Regions from separate parts of the Mus musculus genome. Here region 1 is linked to region 2. A link is a contact called in public Micro-C data. All regions are on one chromosome and are shown on one strand. Each heading gives the region's core, a stretch centred on a gene start, on an enhancer-like site or on the middle of the called end of the contact. The rest is flanking DNA. Distances are from core to core; before and after follow the strand shown. Region 1 overlaps Zbtb20 (zinc finger and BTB domain containing 20). Region 2 overlaps Zbtb20 (zinc finger and BTB domain containing 20).

Evidence for each region. Hi-C and Micro-C count contacts between places; a contact is called where the count stands out from the background.
Region 1: a contact with region 2 is called in a Micro-C map of muscle stem cells, with 3 times the contacts expected there. The contact joins two enhancer-like sites. A contact is called at or near these places in 3 of 39 promoter capture datasets (3T3-L1-derived adipocytes, hippocampal neurons and liver), 3 of 484 Hi-C or Micro-C datasets (muscle stem cells and myocytes), 1 of 115 datasets of contacts at active chromatin or transcription factors (astrocytes) and 2 of 9 other capture datasets (adipose tissue and pancreatic islet).

The regions. Positions count from the first base shown.
Region 1 is chr16:43,091,919-43,099,014 of GRCm38.p6, forward strand. All of the region lies in intron 2 of Zbtb20 (zinc finger and BTB domain containing 20), which reads left to right. Among named protein-coding and RNA genes, the nearest start is that of Gm25873, 31 kb to the right of the region's middle. Within about 2 kb of position 3,078, at least 12 of the 459 cell types and tissues checked have an H3K27ac peak or open chromatin away from gene starts, as enhancers often do. A contact at or near this core is called in muscle stem cells, where this site is marked.
Region 2 is chr16:42,919,869-42,927,074 of GRCm38.p6, forward strand. The region is part of intron 1 of Zbtb20 (zinc finger and BTB domain containing 20); the gene reads left to right. Among named protein-coding and RNA genes, the nearest start is that of Gm19522, 11 kb to the left of the region's middle. Within about 2 kb of position 1,748, at least 9 of the 459 cell types and tissues checked have an H3K27ac peak or open chromatin away from gene starts, as enhancers often do. A contact at or near this core is called in muscle stem cells, where this site is marked.

The DNA of each region.
Region 1 (7,096 bases), core at 1,828-4,327, 170 kb after region 2:
AAGGGAAATAAAGTCATAATTAAATAACAATCTCAAATTTTTAAGCACTTAGAAAAAATGAAGTTTTGTGTTCCTAGTTTTAGTTATTAATTTCTTTTTGCCCTGTAGTATTTGCATACAGTAGTGCTCACTGCTCATTTACTTTGTGACTTAGAAGAACTCATATGGAGAGAACTTATTCACATTTTTTTATAGCAGATTTGTGGTGTAATCTTTTATTTAATATTTATATTTTGATTCAACTAAATTTTACATTCTGTGTACTTTCAAAATGCATTAACTCTTGTTTTTGAATGAAAGTAGCAGTTTTATTTTTTCACTTGAAATGAAAAAAAAATCCTTTTTTGTTCCATAAACTTTTTAGGAAGACAGAGTTAGCACAAAGGCAAAAAAAAAAAAAAAATAGTATTATATTGAGAACTGGAATGTTAGAATTTGCATGTCTTTCTTTAGCAGTCACTGATGTCTACTGCTTGTGACATAGGACTTCCCAAGAAAGTCTCTCGTTTACAAGAATAAATTATTATATTTTGATTGTCTAAGCAATGATTAAATCAGTGAAAGCATCATAGAATAAATCAAACCCCTAGTGAGATACTTTTAACAGCAAATACAGTTCATACGGCAATGTTAATTTTACTTACTTAAGAAAAGCACTCATCAGGAAGACCCTATAACTGAACAAATGAAATAAAAATTTGAACATTGTAATTTTTTGCAAGACACAATAACCAGGTGATAAATAAGTTTATTTGTGTCTTAAAGAGTTGGCTTCATGTAGTCATTATTAAAAGGCAATCTTTTCATATGATTTTTGTTTAACTTTAAAGGGAGCTTAGACTAAGAATTCTGATAGCCTGTGTCTTTACAATGTTTTATTTTTTAAAAAAGCAGTTACAAAGTTGAATGTTTAGCAATAAAAGAACCTTATCCGGCTTAACATGTATTTGTAACTGTTTGATGACAAGAGAGGTAAAGGATAAGGTGTACAATCCATGTCACTAATTTTTCTTTTACTTTCAAGTTAAGTTTTCATTATTATTTTTGTGTGTATGAATGTTTTGCCTACATATACAGCTGTGTATCATGTGCACGTCCAGTACCCACAGAGACTAGTAAGGGATTTTGGTACCCCTGTACTTGGAGTTGTGGATAGTTGTGAGTTGTTATTTGGGTACGAGGGATCAGTCTTGAGTCCCCTGAGAAAATAGCCACTTCTCCTCATTTCTGACCTACCTCTTTACCTCTATTTTTAATATTATTGAGTCATATGTAAACATATATAATCATATATATTTTTATATTATACCAATAACAAACTCAATGTAAAACTATTTGGGAAATTCAAAAAGTAAGAATAAGAAGAGTCAAGGTATCTTTGATATAATTATTAACTATTAGAAGAAAGAGTTATTAATATATTGGTGTTTATTTTTAAAACCATGGGCCATTGCTCACAACATATAATTTATTGGTTGTGATTTTTGTTAGCTAGCAATATAATTCAATCATGATTTTTCTATTAAATAATTTTCCCTTGTCTATTTATGTATTCCATAAATGTATACTATACCATCTTGACAATCGATTAGTTGTATACATGCAAATTAGTTACTTCTAATTTTTCTATGTTGAAAATAGAAGAATATCTTTGTATAGGTACATTAATGGACAACCCTGATAAATGAATGGTTGGTCTGAAAATTTTAGCCTTTGATGGGTTTAGAAAGGCCATTTGTGTGCATGCACACATTGATGGCTGGTCGGTACCAACCCTCCTTAAAGGGAGCTTTCTGCTCATATCACTATTGTCTGTGGGTAGAAAACTCTGTGGCCTGGAGAAAGCACTCAGTGGTTGGGGGAAGAGGGTAGAAAGTGGCCAGAAGTGAGGTCATCAAAGGTAATATTTTTGTTTCAAAACTTGTTGCATGCTGCGAAAGGCTTGAAGTATGTCCAGCTTACTTCAAAGCTAACTTGTGGTTTTTTTTTTTGTTTTGTTTTGTTTTGTTTTTTTTTTTGTTTGTTTTGTTTTTAAGCCCCGAGGGAGTGCTCACTTGGCATGGTTGAATGTCCCTGTTAGCTCAGTCAGTAGCCTGACCCCTCCAGCACCCCGGCTTCTTCTGTGATTGAGACCACTTAGTCATACTAATCATTGCATGCAGAAAATACATAAAAGATTTGTATTCATCACTCAATATGTTTTGCTGCTCAAGTGTCATGAAACATTCAGGGTGTATTAACTGGCAGATGCACACCTGGAGTATGTTCTTAGCTTTAGAAACTGCTAATTTAAAAAAATCAAATATTTAATTTTGAGGGAAAAATCAGTTTTGGATTTTGAGCATATATATCATCTTTCATTTTGGCCCAATTAACCCAGCAGGTGTGTGTAAATTAGGTCACTACTTTGTCACCGTGGTAACATGCATTGGGGAGGTGGATCTTAACCACCTCCAGCACAGGTGATGTTGGCTGAGTTAGTATTAAGAGGTGCTTTTAAAACAAACACAGAGAATTTAATATGATAGAGTGGGAAAAGGTGGTTTGACACTGGGTACTGACAGTACTCTATGACACAAAAACAAGTGCTGCCTGAAATCTCCATTAACAAGAAGGTTTAATGAGCCTGAGAATCAGAAATGTTGTGTGAAACTTACTCAGAGTCTCTCTGAAAGGACAGATGCTATAGTACCATGAGGTGATGAGTTTGTTGTTTCTCATGAAACAAGGGATTTGGGGATCAGTTGTAAGGCCTCTAGAAGTTAAAACTGGTTTCAGAAATAAGTCTTGGTTTTGAGAATGTCTCTGAGTGTCTGGAATCTAGTCAAAACCTAGAGGTGTTGTTTCGGTTTTTGTTTGCAACGAGAGGGTCTGATTCTTTCTTTTGTGTGCTCTATTTTAATCAATATTCATAGTTGCTCATGGGGTAAAGCATTGGCAGAGTTGGTCTCTGCCAGCACCCCAGCACTGATACTGTCTCTAACTCCGGCGTCCCACCAGGTGGAAAATCAGACATGCCTCAAGATCGCATGTAGTGCCTGTGCAATCTGTTTGGCTGTCGAAGGCTCCAAATCATGTGGGCATTCTGCAGCCCTACAGAGTGATAGAATTTCCTCACTTATCACTGACAAGTTCACACCTCTTTTGGTCATTAAAATTGTAAATGTGTATTATCAAGATGCTAAAAGCAGGCTGATGATATACAACCCACTTCTAAGGAAATGTGTCTTCCTGGGCAGTTTGAGCTCCTGCTCACTGATGCTGCTGTCCCCACCTGCCTTTGCTGCTCCATATGTTATTTTATAGCTTTCAGTTGCCCTTCTGTCCTGCCCAACGTTTGTATTACTTATTGTAATTGAAGCATTTTTATTCCATTGATTTTTGATAATATTTTTCCAGTGGCATTTAAGAAACTTGAATTCCCTTTGCGTTTTCTTTTTTTTTTTTTAACTTGGTTGTGACCACAGCATTATTGCTTATTTTGTATGTTTTCAATAGTTAATATTTATAAAACACTGAGCAAACTCTCTGAGATTGCTTTCTATAATCTCCCTTTCTGTGAATCAAGAATGAGAGTTACTAAGAGAAGAGACACAGCAAGTCACCTTCTCAGAATGTTAGTGTATTTACTAGGTGGGAGAGTCAAGGGTCTGTGATTTTCAGGTTTGTTTCTCTTTTTCATTACCCAAGAGCCCTGCAGGCTTGGAGACTCACAAAGGGACACCAGGGCTGAGTGGGGGAGCAGTTGCCTCAAGTGCTCTTTACTTAGAAGATGTCTTGCATGGACGTCCTCCTTACGTTCAAGTCGTCTTCCCATTAACTCCCCAGTGGAGTTGGAAACCATTTATTTTGAAGAAATGTTTATTACAAAAAAGCCCTGAAGTCTTAAGGAAATCTATTAACCTGGTAAGATAAGAAAGAGCCTGTATTGTACACTTAAGAACAGCCTCCCACATTCTAAGACCTGGTCCATTCAGGAGAAAAGTGAATGTCAGTACAAATGATTGGAATGGAAATTTTACCAGAGCAGGATCCCAGCCTGTTCCAGACATGGGATACCAAACAAAATACAAGGATTGAGTTAGCAAATCTAATAAAACTAATAAAGGAACTTATGATAGAATCAGGGAACTTGGACCCAAATTGAGGTAACCAAGCAGGGGGTGGGGTACAGACATTTGAAGAGAGGAGTTTCTTTCATTGTTTGATGAAATAATTTTTACCCCCTTTAAGTAGCATGTTAAAAAAGAAAGAGAGGTTGGTGTGACTGAGACAAAGAGCTCACAGTCACAGAACTGGTTGGTTTTATACCTTCCTTTACTGAGCATTGTCCTTCAGTACAATGCAGAGCCATTTCTTTGTTCTCACAAGCTAGCAGTTAAATTGTATGTAAATGTATGCAAATTAGATGCTGTCTAATAAAGAAAGTCATTAGATGGAAGAAATATTTAGTTTAGAAAAAAAAGCAGGTGTATTGTGTAAAAGAAAATGTAACACTACAAAAAAGCCCAAAATTCTGTGGACAGTTATAGGAAAAAATTATTAAAATAGATTTTTAAAGACTTACGTCTTCTTGACCTTTCCTTTGTGCTTATATATGTGTGCTTGTTTTTAAAATATTTACATATAAAACTAGAGGACTGGCTTCTTTCCCAGAATTACTGGAAGCACCTTCACCAGGAACATTTGGACTTGAATAATCTCCACAGCAGCATTTTTCCTTGAATTAAATGAAATGCAGAATGAACTATTTTCCCAGGAAGAAGCTGCTCTTTAGGTTGATACAGGCCTCATGGTCTTATGATAGATGCCTTACAACAGGCCATGATAGTTATTCTTCGTTCACCTTTGAGGAGTGAGAATTCTATGTCCATTCCAGCCTCTGAAAAATTCCTTAAAAGATACTTAAACCATAAGGTTCTTGTGAGAAGCCTGCAGTTTTCATGATCAGTGCTGTGTTCAGTATGTAGTAAGTACAATGACATGTACTCACTAGACACTACTGTTTTGCTTTGAGTGACTAAATGTTATTCATTTTTTGATCACACACATGGTTGTGGGTGTCAAATACCTTTGTAATCTCAGGAATACAGGTAGTGAAGCAGCCCCCCACCCAGGCTTGTACGTAGCACTTGTATGGTCAATGCTTACTGGAAACAGAGAGTCTCGCTATTCAGTTTCCTCAATTCAACTATGACAAAAATGTGGTGTGCTCATGACATGCATCTCTCAAGTGATGTTTGTGGGGTAAGAACAGACATAACTAAAAGATCTGTATATATAAACGCTTAATACAGAGAAGACTACAATAAACAGTACAAGAAAGATGAGGCAGGATCTCAAAGATGGTTTAGAGGACAGGAGGATTGAACTAAAAGCTAGCAAAGAACAGTTAGTCAACTATGATGCGGTAGAGAAAAGCAGGCTTGCAAAATTCTCACCTTGCATTCCCAAATTAGTAGAAATATAGCAGGTTTTCTTCTATTTTCTTGTGAATTTCCAGGAACAGCTTGACTTTAACCTCTGTGGAAATACAAATGAGAACCATGATGGATACAATAATTACCAAAGTAAAATTATAATTCTAACTCATATTTATAATCATATTCAGTCATTGACTGAGAAACAAGGAAAGTTAAGCAAAAAGACTTCATAGTTTTTTTGATTTGAAGTCATTATAAATATAAAATTTATTACTCAATCTATGATTCTGTCCATGGTGTGAAATGTGTTTTGGTAGTGCCAGGCTTAGGGATGCCTCAATTATGACTACTAGCATCTAGTTGACAGAATATTTGTTAAGCTGTTATCTTATTACAATGGCAGCCCTTGAGCTATCATACTCCATGTTCCTCCCATACTCCATTAATACGAGGGAGTAAGGTTATGAACACTAAATCTCTTTGCTGAGGTCACAAAGTACATGGCCCTACCAGATTTCCCTGGTAAGTTGTCTAGTTCTTTCTCATTTGAACAGAAGCAGCATCTATCTTCAATTCTGATTTTATCTCCTAGGGTTTGGTTTTCCTTGGATTTGGTGTCTTATTCTCATTTTTGTCCCACTGTCATATCCATGGAATATCAACGATTGAGTAGAGGGAGTCATAGATGGGAAAAAAAATCGAACATTTTGGCAACTGAGAATGAAACTAGAAACCATATGGGCTTGTGGACTGAAAGAATTTGAATATGCTTCCTTGACTTTAGAATTAAAGAACAGATTTCAATGTGGAGGTACAAGATGTGTTGCATTGAACTAATCTTGGAGGTAACCAAAGGGCTGAGGGACTAACAGCTTCTGATATTACTTAGTGCTTATTATTGTTATTATTATTATTTCTTTTTAATTATGCAAAGTGCTAATCAGTTTGATTATGCACAGTGCTAATCAGGTTAATTATGCAAAGTGCTAATCAGTTCTTCTTGAAGCACACGAGGAGAGCAGAGGTGCTGGCGGTGAATGGCGTAGCTAGATGGGGGTAGTCACGGCAGTCATTCCTTATTAAGATAGGAGTAGACAAGATAGCAAATGGGATTTATCTATGAAAGTGAAGAGAAAAAGAAAGAGAACTATGGGCACATTAAAGATTATAGTTTGGCCAGGACAGTGTTTATGCATAGAAAGATTTCCACCCAGTTGTATACTTTGACTGGATATTCTGCTATATTATGAAGGCAGTCATTTGAAGCCAGAACGAATGCAGAGGGAAAGAAACAGAGTATTGTATAGCTAGACAAGTTGTCAAAACAACTTACTGTAGTTGGCAAGCGCCAAGTCCTGGGAGGACAGTAAGGGAAGTGGGATCTAATAGACCTATACATGAAAGAGGGCATCAATAAAGAGAATTGTAAAATTAAGGCAGTGTCATTTGGAGAAGATAAACAGGGCCACCTCACTACTGCATCATTATTAGGTTGGCCATCTGTGCAGCATATTTCCTGAGGTGAACTGAGAGCTGGCTTCGTGGTGCTGGCCTTCCTCTGTGGAGAGTGGTGATGATGGGTGTGACAATAAGGGTTTTATGTAATAGCTCCTCGTTGGACCAGCTTTGTTGCCGCTGAAATCAAAGTAAATTTTAATATTAACTTTCGGGTC
Region 2 (7,206 bases), core at 498-2,997:
TGGAAATTGTAGTGAACATACAAGGTTTTAAAAACAGCTTCATAATCATATTACATGGAATTAGAGTAGATACATTAATTAGAACTTTAGTCTTTGAAAGGTTTATAACTTCCTTAGATATCTCCTCTGCTTGAGCCTTGTGGGAAAATTTCACCTTGGTTCCCATCTTACCTGTTGAGGTCATATCTATTAGTCAGCTTCTCACTGTTACAGTAAATAGAAAATCTGTGGATGGTGCAGTGTGTGGGCAGTAGCTTCACTTTTCCTTATAATGCCGCCTTACTGGTTTCTCTGTGCCAACTGAAACCACAACCTGAGTTTGACTTGGTCACCGGAAGCTAACCCAGTAACTGCATAGAAGAACTCAGAGGGAATGTCATCATATTCAACATGGTTTGCACACACTGCAGTAGAGTTTCCAGTCCTCTAAACTTTGGTTAGTGAATGTTTGAGTTGTTACCAAACATGAATGCAGATCAGGTAGATGGTTCTCATATTGACATACCCACAGCCATCAGAGCCTTGGATTCTATTCTAAGAATTGAAATTAATTGAGTTCAAAAACAGCCATACATTTGATTCACAAATGTGTCCTATTTGCCAATAGCACCTAGTTTCCTTATAGGTAGGGCCTGCTGACAAGTTTGTGTTTTCATATCTCAGCTATGGAGTCAGTCAGTCTCAGTGGCCTGAGGAGGCCAGTGGTGAGGGCCTGCGGCTTTGTTAGAAGCGGAGCACAGGCTTCTCACCTCCCATTTAAATTCACACCAATTGGCAGGAAGTTAAGTGTGGTTCTGTAAGAAATGGAGAATGCTTAAGCCAGAAGGAGCTAAAGTAACTAAATGACATCTTCCAAGGATTCTACGTATTTCCCACAGTTCTCATCTAGACTTCATCTTTATCAAGTTTTCAAAATAAAAGATGAAGTTGACCGCCTTAAGGAGACAGTAGCCTTAGCCTACAAACTCTAAAATTATAGGTGGTGCAGTTTGGATATTCTTGGGGACAGATAAATATGCTCTTATCTACTACAAATTAATTATTTAGTTAAAATTCTCTAGAAAAATAAGTACTGATCCCCAACAAGTTATTTAGGACATAAAAAAAGAGGTAGCAGTTCAAAATTTTCCTTATCCTGTTTTTAAAATTATGAACATAGATTTGCATGAGAGGGAGAGATTTGGTTAATTGCCATTTAAATATGCAGCTCCAGGTTTGTGGGCATCTCTGTGAGCCAGGATACAAAGACCATAGAAAAAGATTCTTGTTTGGAAATTACATTTCATGTGGCTAAAAACACTAAAGGAGTTTCTTGTTATAATAAGGTGAAAGTGGTTACCAAAGAAACAAAAGTTTCTTATCGCTTGGCCTGAGGCAAATGTGGCATATTAAGCTTAAAATGAATTCTTGTCTCAGGAGTGCACACAACTCTTATTAATGTCTTAGAAATTATGCATACATAGGAGAAAAGGAATAGCACTTTCAAGATACATTTGAGAAAGCATCTATTGGGGTCCAGATGCTGTCTAATACGTAATGTGGATACTTAAGCCTCAGTCAGATTTTGCTGTTTTTACCTCTCTTACTGGGGCTTCACATTGTGCAGAACGACTTGTTTTTGTCTTGAAAGGGCCTTTCTCTTCATGATAGTCAGGTTCCCGGGTGTCCTGAAAGAGTTAATGTAGTTTCCAAGAGTGCCCAACTTCCTTCCAGGGAGTAGTGAGTGCATGTGAGCTAGTCTGGCTCCAGGATATGTGTTCACATCCCAAAACCAATTTGGCACAACTTGAAATGTCTGCTAGGCAGAGGATTCAGTGTTGTTAGGCCACGCAATTAGTGCTTTATTTCATGAGCACCAAATTCACCCAATAGTGTTTTGTTGTAAAGAAGAGCCTGAAATTCACAATAACGGGTTTCATTTATCAGAGCCATATGGGACTCACCATCTTTGGATATATTTGTAAGGCTTTCACAAAGAAGAATCCTGAGGCATCTCAGATTTCACGGATTGGAGGGCAATCTGGATGAGGATCGTTTGTTTGGAAATGATGAACTGTCCTTTCATATGTAGCCTCCAATTTCAGTAATCCTTGAGAAGATCCAAAAAGCCAGGAAAGAGTTAAGTAAGCCTCAGCTTATTAGCTTTATTGGACAATAAAGACCATGGTTTTTATTCTTAGGTCTGGTTCAAATGCCAAGTGCACCTTTGATGTTAAAATTTGGCCACCTAATCTCTAGTTTGTGATGTGGCCTGTATGAGAGGGAAGGTGGGTTCGAAGCCTCAACATTTTTTTTTTTGTCACTTTCTGCTAGTCGGTCTTGGTCATATGTCAGTGGGTTGCCGGGAAGCTCTGAGTAAAATAGTGAACTGAAAATTTAACCATGGTACTTTTGATAGCTGATAATTCAACATTATTTCTGTGCTGCCTCTTTTCCCTGTGATCTTTAAGGGGGTGATGCAAGATGTTCCCAAAAAGTGCTAATATAAATTGATTTTTAAATAAGTTTCTTTGTTAGTAGTCTATAAACTTAGATATTTCTCATAAGATATTTCTTCTGTGATTCACTTGGCTAATACTTTTTTTTTAAGTTCCTTATTTTACTTGGCTATTGATGACTTATAAACTAATGTTTAATCATTCGTTAAATATAAATGCTTTTGAAATATAAAGTACTATTGTGTAATAATGACAACCATTAATTTTTTTATAATATTTTCAGACTTTTGAATGTTGGTTCTGTAGGTTTATTTATTTGTTGTTTGGGAGCTCTTGGTGCTGCCTTATAAATCTGGCTAAATTTGAATCTGTGCAGGTAGTTAGTAGCACTGTGACAGATGCTGTTGCCTGTATGAAACTCATATAAACTTCATAAGGGTGCTGATTTCAACCTTTAGATATGATATTGGCATTCACTTGAAATAACTTTTGTTCATTTTCAATATTATTTTATTGCACTTGCTTTTACTTTACTATTATTGAATTTATACTGAATACTTAAACACTTCACTGGTTAACAGTCTTTTTATTGGTATGTTTTAGATTTCCCAGAGAATGGTCACTGCTTTTTTTTTTTTTCAGTTATAAGCATGTTGAATAACTCAACTTTAATAAAATTTAGCATGCTCTTTATAAAAATTTCAACTCTACATTGATACTAATATACATTTTAAATACTACTTTATAAGGAGCAAGATATCTGTTCCTTTCCATTTCTTTGCTAATGTGCATTATACTGGGCAAGAACAGTACTTAGATATTTCTGACATAGCACATCTGGAGTGGGTACACATGTGCTGCTATAGGGTGTTTATTCATGCTAGGCTATGAGACTGCTGAACAATAGGTAGAAAATTGGAATTACAGAATTAAACTATAACTGCTGAAATCAACTTGAGCATTAATTGTGCTAGGTGGTTGACTGTCTTATGATCTCTCCCTTTCTCTGTTTCATTCTTAGTCAGATGTTCTCAATTTAATACCTATAATCAATGGTTAAAATTCTTAAAATTAAGCTTTATTGTTTTCTTATTTCAACAAATAATAAGTATTGTGACCAAAGCAGACAGAATTTTTCTCACTCAAAATTTTATTCTGAACTAAAAATGAACTCTTTTTGCTGATGCTTTACATGTTATATAAGGAATTCTGAAATATTTCCTTTGTGAAAGCAATGCAGGATTTGGGATAATAGTTGTCAGCAGCATCAAGGAGTTAAAAATGGTACTGACACTCAGGTTAGAAAATGTAGCTCTAGATAAATGGTCTTTGAGTGGACTTTGGATTCACTAATGAAGTATAGGCTGTGAGGAGAAGAGAGAGAAGATAGGCAGATGGGGCAAACACAGAAATGTAGATGTAGTTGTGATAATCAGAGATGCAGTCCTAGTGACTCTTCCTGATGACACAGGATGGAGGAAGAGGAGGGCAGTAGTGGATGGAGTGTATGTGTAGATGATAACATATTTGGATGCTGAGAAGACAGTGCTAAGCAAAATGGTTCTTTGTTGTTTGATGTCTGTAGTGGCCCAGCTTTCTGCATTTGATTGAGGTTCTCGGGTAGAGTTGGGTGGCTCTTGTAAATAGTGTTTATCATATACATAGGATCACAGGTCATTTGTATTACATAAAAATTTTATTTGCTTGTGATGACTTTTTGAGCCTAAGGTATAGTAGGTTTTTGTTCATATTTTATAGGCAGAATCTCTGTTGTTTTGTTCAAATGATAAGTTTGTTTACATGGGCAGATGTGTGAGGTGCATGTCCATATGGGCACATGTACGGAATGGTTACCTCTGGCTCCCAAGTCTGTTGCTTTTTTCTTCTAACTTTTGCTTTATTGCCATCCCCATCCCACTCAATAGTTTCTGGGCCGAGAAACTATTAGTTTCTGTAGCTTTATCAGTTTATGTGATTTTATTTCCTTTCGTTGTTTTGTTCTCTGAGTTTGACTTTACCTCAAGAATTAAGCCCAAATATGATGAATTTTAGTTCTCACATCCAAGGTGTTTCTATTTCTTCCTTGTCCGTTTGTCCATATGTTTGCTGATCCCTGATAGGCTGTTCAGTGAAACAGCAGTTCTCCCCCCCCCCTTGTGTGTGTGTGTGTGTGTGTGTGTGTGTGTGTGTGTGTGTGAGAGAGAGAGAGAGAGAGAGAGAGAGAGAGAGAGAGAGAGAGAGAGAGAGAGAGGGAGGGAGGAATTAGCTAATTGGTGTTAGCAGAAATATTTTCACATGTTTTATAAGCAAAGTGCAGTAAGGTATATAAATGTAGATATGATCCAGACACGCGCAAGCTCACGACTGTCACTGCTCATGCATAGGCGCTCAGAAGTAATTAATGTTAATAAGATTTTAATGTGCTTGTGAGATCATAATGAGGAGAAATGAATGCTCTGATTAGGAAAAGGTAACTGTGTGTGTGTTTTGGCTTAGAACAAGATTTCAATTTTTATAAACCGCAATTTTAGAACTTGTTTGTGATTGCATCAATTGGTTTTATTTTCAAATTAGAGGTCTGTTTAGCCATTTGAATGATTAACCAAATAAATGGGTGAAACCCTGATCATAAGGAATAGTGCAGGTTTTCATTTGTAAGGCAGTGCCACTGTGTAGTAAGGCTGTGTTGTCTTTTGCCACCTTACCAGTTTAACATCTCATAAAAACAAAAACCAAACCAAACCATACACCCTTTTCCAGAAGCCACTTGTGAGGACAATATGTAGTTTTGTAGACTGTTACCTCTCCATTCTATAGATGGCATCTATAGGATCTATAGGACCCAGAGATACAGATACCCTCCTGCCACTTGGTGGTGGGATAATTGGTTTTAGTCATATGTATGATTCTTTTCGAAGTGTTTATTTAAAAAGATACTAAATGCCCAGTGTTTTTCTTCCTAAACATAATCTTTACAAATGTTAGAGGCTTATTGCTTTTTTTTGTAAAGTATGGTATTTCAAGGTAAGCAAAGATGCTGTCTCAAAATGCACTCCAATACTACGCCGCCAGCGATGATAGACTGGCTTAAACCCAGATGTCTTAAGCACTAGGGTATTTCTTCACAATAGTGTATGAAAATGAGTATTAACAGAGATTTAGAATGCATCTGCATTTATTATTACTTTTAATGATAAGCTAATATAAATGCATTTAAGGGGCTCTGCCCCGTGGACCTTAGGAATCACATATATAGTTTATAATATAAATTATAGATAGAGCTATACCCCGGAGCTCGTGTCTCTAGCTGCATATGTATCAGAAGATGGCCTAGTCGGCCATCAGTGGAAAGAGAGGCCCATTGGTCGTTGCAAACTTTATATGCCTCAGTATAGGGGAACGCCAGGGCCAAGAAGTGGGAGTGGGTGGGTAGGGGAGTGGGTGGGGTAGGGTATGGGGGACTTTTGGGATAGCACTGGAAATGTAAATGAAGAAAATACCTAATAAAAAATATAAACATTGTTTTGAAATTTAAGAAAAAGTTTGGATCTAAATTGAGATGTACTGTAGTTGATTTTCAACTAAGTTATAGTCACAGAAGGTGTGGAGTTTTTTTTTTTTTTTATTATAGTATTTTTGCTTGGGATTTAAAAACAATAGGAAGAGGAAGTGTTAAAATTGCTTCTACCAACAACTGTGACATCTTTGCTTTTCTGACAGTTTTAAGATTTACTTTCTATTGAATTCTGAGAATGGCGATCATCTCACAAAACAGTTCTGGTAATACTGATAAGTTGAATTTTTGGATCTTATCACAGAGATGTACAATTAGTAAGTTTTCCTATTTCTCATTATGTAAAGACTTAGTTTTTTGTTTTGTTTTCTAGTGCTTACATGGTATCTTATGGTAAAATTTGTCATAGAATCAGGTACATTTCTAGGTTTTCTGTCCTAAGTTTGTTGTGTGCTGTTTTCTCATAATTGTAAATTACTATGGCTTTATAATATGTTTTAATATTTAAGGTGTTCATTCCCTTCTCCAATTCCCTCATTACTCTTCTTGTTCAGTTTTCTTGATCAGTTGTTATTCCAAATAAACACTATAATCAGCCAGAAGAACTTGTATAAAAGAAAAACAAAAATACCTTGTGAAAATTCTCATGTAATTTTAGATGTCCCTGACTTGACACAGGCACAATGATTATCTTTATGGGAGTACCATCTCTTATGCAGAAGCTGAGTTTCCTCCCATATATTTAATAACTTTTGTGTCTTTTAACTATTCTATGGTCTTTGACATAGAGATTTAAACATTTGTTATTAAGTTTCTTATATAGTCTTATGTTTTTCTCTTAACTCATTTACTTAGCTTTTTATATACTTAAAGTCCTATGAAGTGTCTTCTCTCCCATCATATTTTCTACTAGCTATGTGTTTCAACATGGAGAGACGCCTGTTTACATGTTAACTTTATGGCTTCCTACGTTACAAAATGATTTTACTTGTTTGTGGTGGCCCAGGGTAGATTTGAGGCTGATTACGGTACATAACATCTGTGAAACTATGGACAGGCTATTTTGAATGTCTAGTAATGGACATTCAAAATAGCCTGTCCATAGAACAGACGACCATCTATGAGTCACTTACAAGCAACAAAAATTTATTTGTTACAGTTTTGGAGGCTGAAAATCTAAGGCTGTAGCTAGCGTTGGCAGGTTCCAAAGAGGGCCCTCTTCCATTTTGGAGACTGCTGAATTCTCTTGTCTGC